Regions from separate parts of the Zea mays genome. Here region 1 is linked to region 2. The links are chromatin contacts, called in public Hi-C maps. All regions are on one chromosome and are shown on one strand. Each heading gives the region's core, a stretch centred on a gene start, on an enhancer-like site or on the middle of the called end of the contact. The rest is flanking DNA. Distances are from core to core; before and after follow the strand shown. Region 1 holds the start of LOC103632821. Region 2 has its middle 9.9 kb from the start of LOC103632803.

Region 1 (4,134 bases), core at 145-2,644, 250 kb before region 2:
AGACGTGAAGCTATAAACGGTCAATGTGCAATAGAAGGGAAAATGCCCAGTGTTTAACAAACCTAATGCAAAGATTGCATAACTGTGTCTCAAAAATAAATTCAACGAGAATACATAATTGTTTATGGTAGATGATTCCTGAATTACCACCAGGGACATTCGAGAGGCCTTCACTAGATAACATGACAGGACAAATCTCAGACCCACACAGCCACACACACGTACCCCCCCCCCCCCCAACACACACAAAAGGACTTCCGAAGCAATAGAGATTCAGCATAAAATTCATAGTTTTGGGGCTCAGAGCTGTCTGAGCTTAGTTTAAATGCTTCGGTCGAACCACAAACATAACCACAAGAATATATAAATGCAGGTCATAAAACAATCATATTAGAATGTGTTGCCAAGATAAATAGTCAGCAAGTTGTTCGGCCCGAACCTTTTTATCCATTCAAATAGTGCCTTTGATGGCTCATATCTTGTGTAACCGACTAGCAAATATATCATGTGTGCAGCTCTGACCAAAGGTATCAATGCAATTGACCTAACACTATTTTCTCTATTGTCCCCTTCCTCTTATAAAAAAAATCAGCATATACCTAAGTCATCATGACAACACTCCAGCAACATAATTCAGTAGATGAACAAGTAAATCAATGAAATCTTCAGAGGCGAGCAATGATGGCCACATGCAGCGCTTAGGATCACATACTATGTTCAGGGTGCAATTACTGAAAATCGAGTATTCCCTTGGATGCAGTAAACTTAGTTTTAGGAATAATCTAATGAACAATAAGGGGTTATCATGAATCCTGATTTCTACAGGTGTGAAGCTGAGATTTATAGATTGACGAGACGAAAGGGGCTAGCCCGTCTTGGTCTTGAAATTCATTCACGGCAAGGTTCTCCCAAATTGTATTGCAATGTATCAAATCAAGTTATAAGAAATATGAAACAAGGGATAACTTTCAACCAAGAAATAATCCATCATCCGAAACAACGATTTTTGTAACCCGGAATTTGAACCCGTACGCCATTCGAATATGTGGGATGGGGCGGCACTCACCAATCAGGTAGTGGGTCCTCGGTCCATGAGACAGCGCACGAACCGAGGGAATCGCGGAAGTAGAGGGAGTTGTAGTGGCAGAAAAGCTCGGAGACGTCCGGCGCGCCTCCGTTCCCGTCCGGATCCGAGCTCACCATGGCCGGGTTAGGGTGAGGTTAAGGGGCCAGCAACGAGGGTTTAGGCAAAGCCTCCACCCTCCGACGTCACGGGGTTAGTCAGGTACACAGGTTGTGAAAGTGTGTTTTAAGCCATTGGCAGACTTGAGTAGTTTGTATCAACCACCTTTCATCACGTCTTGGAAGTTTAGAGTTGTCGATAAAAACGCAAATGGTCATGGTGACAAGCACACGCATCCATGGAGGTCCCTGCGACATAACGTGGAAGTAACATTGGAGGTGTTCTAGTGACGCCTTGGCATAGAGGTTGTCTGTTAGTAGCGACATGAAGGAGCGATATAGATGGATTTATGGTCATAAAGATGGTGTGACGACACAATACGGTGGCTGGAGTATGATTTTCGTGATGAATTTAGCACCAACGTCGATTTTAGGAGACTCGAGGTTAGTAACTGTAGGGATGGAATTGAGTTTTTTTAGGAACATTGTAAATTAGGGACCTACTTTATATAATTGTTGGAGAAGAGAGTTGAAAACTTCTTAAATTCATATTAGAAAGTTGTCTACATAATAATTACTATAGATGCTCTTAGGCATTATCAGTGGGAGTTCTATGGACATTAAATAGGTTGTCATGTTAGCGTTTTTATGATATGTTAGTGTATTAATGGTGAAAATATGAAATGATTTTCATGGGGATGAAATCCAATGTACAATGTTTTCGAGATATATGTGTCTTGCATGTGACCTAGGAAACAACAAAGATAAAACTATGCATTGTATGAGACTATTTCATCATAGTTTCAAACCTCCTTAGATGATGTGTCACTCTAGTTAATCGTGCCCATTAAACTTCCACATAGAATGGCCTTAGGGTGCTAGATGGAGAGTATTTCTAAGAATATGTTTGTGAGTTGTGAGAAAGTTGCTTCGAGTTAACGACGATAAAAATGCTATAATGGGCAAGATATTTCTTTGGATTTTCCTGTTGTGCAATACGCTGATGACACTCTTCTGATCATGAGGGTGTCCCAAAAATAGTTTTTCTTCCTAAAGGGCATCCTTCACTCTCTTTCTCGGTCCACTGGGTTGAAGGTCAACTTTAACAAATCATGTCTTATTTCCATAAATCTGGACGAGATCAAAATTGCTCAGTTGGCCCAAGTCTTTGGTTGTTAGATTGGATCCTACCCCTTCACCAACCTGGGCTTTCGCATGGGTACAACAAAACCCAAGGTGGATAATTTTCTTCTAATTATGAACAAAATTGAAAGAAGACTCTCGACAATAGCCACTTGGCTCACTATGGTTGGAAGATTAACTCTTATCAACTCCACCTTGTCTACACTCCCCACCTACACTATGTGTACTCTCAAGCTCTTGGATGCAATCGTTAAATTTATTGATAGAGCTAGGAGAGATTGCTTGTGTAGAGGGAATGATATAACCTCACAAAAGAAGCCCACGATAGCCTTGGACAAAGTTACCATGCAAAAAGCTAATGGTGGTCTAGGAGTGGTAAACCTTCATATGCACAATAGAGATTTGCTAATGAAACACATTCACATGGTTTATAACAGAAAGAATACTCCTTGGGTTCAGCTGATTTGGAATTCTACCTATATAGGGGGCCGTATTCCCCAGAACCCTAGTGAAAAGGTTCCTTCTTGTGGAAGCACATTGGCAGACTAGCAGATGATTATAGAGGTATTGCTATGCCCATCTGTTGGGGATGCGAGAACCTTCCTTTGTTAGTTAAATGTTTGGAATAATACCCATCTATCAACCGAGTTTTCAAGGCTCTTCTCCATTGCTAAAAAACCGAACTGCACTCTCCAACAATTTCTAGCAACCACTAAAGTTAAGGAAAGGTTCCACACCCTGCTCTCGGTAGAAGCATTTGAGGAGTGTAGCCTATTTTAGAAAAAAAAATCATGATCCAGTTAATTGAACGTAGCCTATGGGGGGTGAATAGGCTACACCTAAAAATTTCATCAAAAACTTAAAACGAACTGAGAATAACTAGTTCAAATAGTGCATGCCAGTTCAACCGCTTTGAACCAGTTCAACTTGAAAATGTGAAATAAATTGAATTGATCTCTAAAATCACCAAATAAACTTTACGTATGTGATGTCCTAGATGTTCCTTAGGGTTGTAGGAAGTAGATCTGAGAGGGAAACTTCTCAAAACATACACACCACAAGTCTATGGGAAATTTTTTGAGGCACCTACAAAGAATCAAGTCTCTTTCAACCCTAATCCTCCCCTCACCGACCACAAAGATCCAAGTGAGGTCACTTACTAGAGCTTGCTCAAAAGAGTGGGTAATGGAAACGTCTTGTGGTTTTCCACAAGCTTTGGATACTCATAAGTGACACCTAGTCGTCTAGGAGCTTGGAGCTCCAAGAGAAATGAACCAGAAAGATCTTGTTGTCGCACCAAAGCTCGAATCAAGAAGAACAAGTTGGATTTGGAGATGAAGCACCAAGATCCGCAACTATTAATCTCACTCAAAGATTTCTCTCAAAAGATTTGAAATGGCAGAGGCAAGAGATGTGTGTGAGAGAGAGTGGGGAGTGTTTCTCAGGTTAGGAATAGAGTTGAATGCGTGCTCTTCTATGGAAGAGAGAGGTAGGAGTGAGTATATATAGGTGGGGCTCCAAATCTAGCCGTTTGGGACTTATGCGCAAAAACTAGTTGAATCCGGGGTCAAAACCGGTTCAACCACCTGTGCCACAGTTTGTTGGTCTGACTGTCAATCAGATGGCAGAAAGGCTAATAAGCACTTAAACCAGTTGAACCGCCTTTCGAACCAGTTGAAATGATTTTGAGGAGAGCCAATCCAGGTTCAATAGACTAGTTCAACTAAAATTTCAACTAGCTGAAATCGGTTGAACTGGTGTGGGAGCCCCGTTGAACTGGTTTTGAGCAGAGCCAATCTAGGTTCAACA
Region 2 (3,909 bases), core at 193-2,692:
AAGGAGATAAGAACTATACTCGTTAGGGTTTAGAGATTAGGGTTTTAGATGTCATAGAAGATATATCAAGTGATCCAGACGACATGTCACATGATTTCTAGTTTATGTATCGTGTGTTTAAGACTTATATACTATGTGGTTAAAACTTTAGTGAACATGTATGATCATTTATGTGTGGTCATGACTATGTATTGTATATTTGTGTGGTTGAGACTTGTATGTGAATGTGAATGAACAATCGTGTTTTAAGACTTATGTGTTGTGTGTTATAATTTAAGAGTGGACATGGATGAGTGTATGACCAATTATATGTGGACAAGATTGTGTTTTGTGTACTTTTGTGAATGAGACTTGTATGTGGATGTGAATGAACATCTGTGTGGTTAGGATTTGTTTATTGTGAGCTTTTCCGATTACAGTTACCGTTTCCCGATCAATTTCGAGCTATTTTGCTCGGATTTATCCGTTTTCGATATACCGGAATTTACCGGTCGTTATCCGTTTCCGACTTTCCCGTTTACCGATTCCGACCGAACAAAAATTTATGCGGGTGAAAACGGTGAGAGGTTTTTTCCGACCGTTACCGGCCGTTTTCATCCTTAGTTGGCGTGCCGTCGTCCCGCTCTCGGCGCGACCAGTGTGACTGACGTACTGAACTGACCGCCGCTAGCTCCCCGTGTCCGCGCTGGGCTGCCGGCTCGGCAACCCGCGCGGAAAATGGGGGCTCGTGTTCGTTCATGCGGGCCGCTGCGATGATGCGATGCGGTGGTGCAGTAATCTGCAATGACGCGGCCTGTCTGCTGTGGACCGACGACCGGAGGGGAGGGGGGTGCGCCGTCGATGCGCTGCGGTCGCGGATCGCGGCTTGGCGGATGATTTTTTTTCTTCTTCTACTCCATCTCTCTACCGGGGTGTGGTGGTAATTATTGGCGCGGGCGGCCGTTTAACTTGGGAGACACCGGCCGGAGCCGGGGGGAGGGTCCCGATTTGGGTTGGTACCTGACGTGCATGCGGGGTCGCTTTATTTGTTTCTGATCCGCGGTTTGAACACAACTTGTCTACTTTGGGAGTGTGTTGTTTGTGCTGTACTACCGGTGAGAGTGCAGACCTCAGATGGGAAGAAATAGGTGGTGAGGGCGAGGCAATCATTCGGTCTGGGTTCGTCCTCAGTACCAACACCGACTTGTCGGGTCTTTTAGGTGTTTAAACTGCACAGTGAGCCTTTGCTGCACGCTGTTCTGAAAAAAGAAAACAGTAGCACTCGATGGATCACTGCCGGCTCCTCAGCCACAGGCCCACAGCCAGCAGGTCTGATTTCTCTGGAACGGAGGACCATCCATCAGACACGATTAGTTAGGCCCGTTGGCCCCGTTGGCCCACTGGTTCGTGCCACCGAGGACGGCCCGAGCGCAACTCAATGGAAGGCCTAAATCCTCATCTCGGCTCCTCGGAAGGCCTTGCCCATCATCTCCAACGGCAGAGCCCATATAAGTACCAGGCCACCACCAGTAGTATAGCAGACCGATCTGCGACACCTACTGCGCGCTAGGCTCAGACAGCCTAGGTCTCGCTACGGATACTTTCATGGGCAGCAAGGCCCCAGGCCAGGCGGCTACTAGGCCAGATGCCACAGCCTCAGCGGCCGTCCTCGATCCTCCTCCTCCGGCTTCACCCTCTCCCAGTCCCAGCAGTAATCCAAGCGACCTCGAACCAGGGTTTACATTATCGATATTAAATAAAAAAACAGAGGTAACCAAGAAACGCGTTTCCCATATTTCTCCCACAAAACGGTTTTATTATTTTAGACTGTAACTATAATAAAATGACTTAATTCAATCATAAAAATGTATATTTTATTTTTTTCTATAAATCATCTAGCATCAACAAGTACATATAACCTTTTAATAAATTCGTCTTGCTGTGTAGTGTTCATTTCGATAAATAGTTTTACAATTACACTATATTTACTACTCGGAATTGGTATTCAAACATCCGATATGATATGTACTAAACTTTAGAGTGAGAGACTAAACACTCTCTTGCTAGTTAGATGTATGTGCACTGCTATGATCTCTATATATCAAACACATTCCAAATATTTACAATGAGCATCCAAAAGTTCTGAGCACCTTGCAAGGATGGTGTCGCGCGCGGGGTCTTGCCCGTGACTTCAGGACTCGCAGGCGCGCGGACGACAGTGCCACGATAGGTGCCCGAGCCGGCGACCTGCTACCCCCTCCTCAATCAAACAACTATAACCTCGAATCGAATCTAAGTAATCCTAATTTTACCAAATCAAAAACACATGTATCTCAATCGATGACCTGGCAGATCTGTTGCGCTGACACCTATTAGCCCCATCTACGCGGGTCGTCATCTTGATTGCGCCGTTGTCCACCTACACGGGCGCATCACTGATGTACGAATATATCGTCAACTTATTGCAGATGAATAAGGACGTACATGCTGTATTTTGCTAGAATAAAGATGGCATCAGTTCTTGACCATGATTACTAGAACTATGATGGCTATGATAAATACCATTACCAACATTACCATTAGTCGATTTAATATATCATACTATCATTATGACTAGCAACAACAACATGAGAATTCGAGGAACTTACACAATAAAAACCAGGTTGTATTTACAAGATATACCTCAAGACAGTTTGTAGTAGTTTTTATGTTGTGACACCTTGGTAGTTGGTACTACATGAACATAGAATTTGATTGCCTTGCTATTTTTTTATAACAACACGTGCACAATAGCATATGCAAGACCACAAGAGAATCAAAACTAAATGTGATCGGGCTTTTAGGTCAGATGCAATAGTAATGACAAAAAACAAGAATGATGGATCAACGATGAATATGCCAATTACAAAGGGATTTACCTACAAGATAGAGCAAAGCAATACGTCTACAGCGAAGTCGCCAAAAAAAAGTCAACGTCTAGATCCGGTCTAGGGCTATCAAAGTCGGCTAGATCGACTTTTTGCATGTTTGGATGAAGAAAAAACTTTGAAATTTCATAATTATTTTATTCAGACTTCGAATAAGAGATGGTTCATATATTACCTCCGTTCTCGAATAATTTCACCCGCTAGTTTATTTTTAAACTAAAACACGATAAATAAAAAAGAACGAATGAAGAATGAAGTATGTATTTTAGATAAGAGGAACATATATAACTTTGCAGTCCATTATTGCATCTGATGAAGTCGGTCTTGGTAGAGTCAGCGTCCCAAAAAGCTATTTTATTCGCTCGGGCTCTAAATAAACGATGGTCTAAATATATTTTGTGGCCATCATACCCGTATGATATAAACGTGGCAGTGAAGTCTATTATAAGTCCGTCACGTACTTTGGACAATTTTGTATATGCCCGATTCCATAATCCAACCACCCTCCGATCTCCGCGATCTCGTGCTGCTGAAACACACGCACCTCGTCCTGGACTTTTTTTTTTGGCAAGGCAGCGTGCCATGCGGTGGTGAATCTGGTGATATGCCGATCCGTCCGTCTCCTCTGATTCACGCTGCGCCAGTAGAGAAATTAAGATAGCGTATTATCATCCGTGCGCGTATGTGAACCTCGTTGACTGCCAAATGGGTAACCTCGTTGACTGCCAAATGGGTACTTTCCTCATGATGTATCTTGGAGTCCTCCTTTCCGTCTGCGAATTGCAGATTGGATAAGGTTGGAAGAGAAGTTTGATAAAAGGCTAGATAGCTGGAAGGGGAGCTCTCTATCCATTGCTGGGAGGATTACTTTGATTAATGCTTGTTTATCCAATTCCCCAATCTATCATATGTCGATGTATCTTCTTCCTAGCACAACTATCAAAAAATTAGACATTAAGCGAAAAAATTTCTTTGGCAAGGTAGGGGAGATAGAAAAAAATAC

The links. A called contact is a pair of places that touch in the nucleus more often than the background predicts.
Region 1: a contact with region 2 is called in a Hi-C map of tassel, with 5 times the contacts expected there. The contact joins the promoter of LOC103632821 here to the enhancer-like site in region 2. A contact is called at or near these places in 2 of 25 Hi-C or Micro-C datasets (ear and tassel).

What each region holds. Positions count from the first base shown.
Region 1 is chr1:27,321,699-27,325,832 of Zm-B73-REFERENCE-NAM-5.0, reverse strand. LOC103632821 reads right to left here and starts at 1,394. Exons shown (of 7, transcript XM_008654555.4): 1 at 1,067-1,394. The coding sequence starts at 1,203.
Region 2 is chr1:27,073,969-27,077,877 of Zm-B73-REFERENCE-NAM-5.0, reverse strand. No RefSeq gene overlaps it. Among protein-coding and RNA genes, the nearest start is that of LOC103632803, 9.9 kb to the right of the region's middle. Within about 2 kb of position 1,442, at least 18 of the 20 cell types and tissues checked have an H3K27ac peak or open chromatin away from gene starts, as enhancers often do. A contact at or near this core is called in ear and tassel, where this site is marked.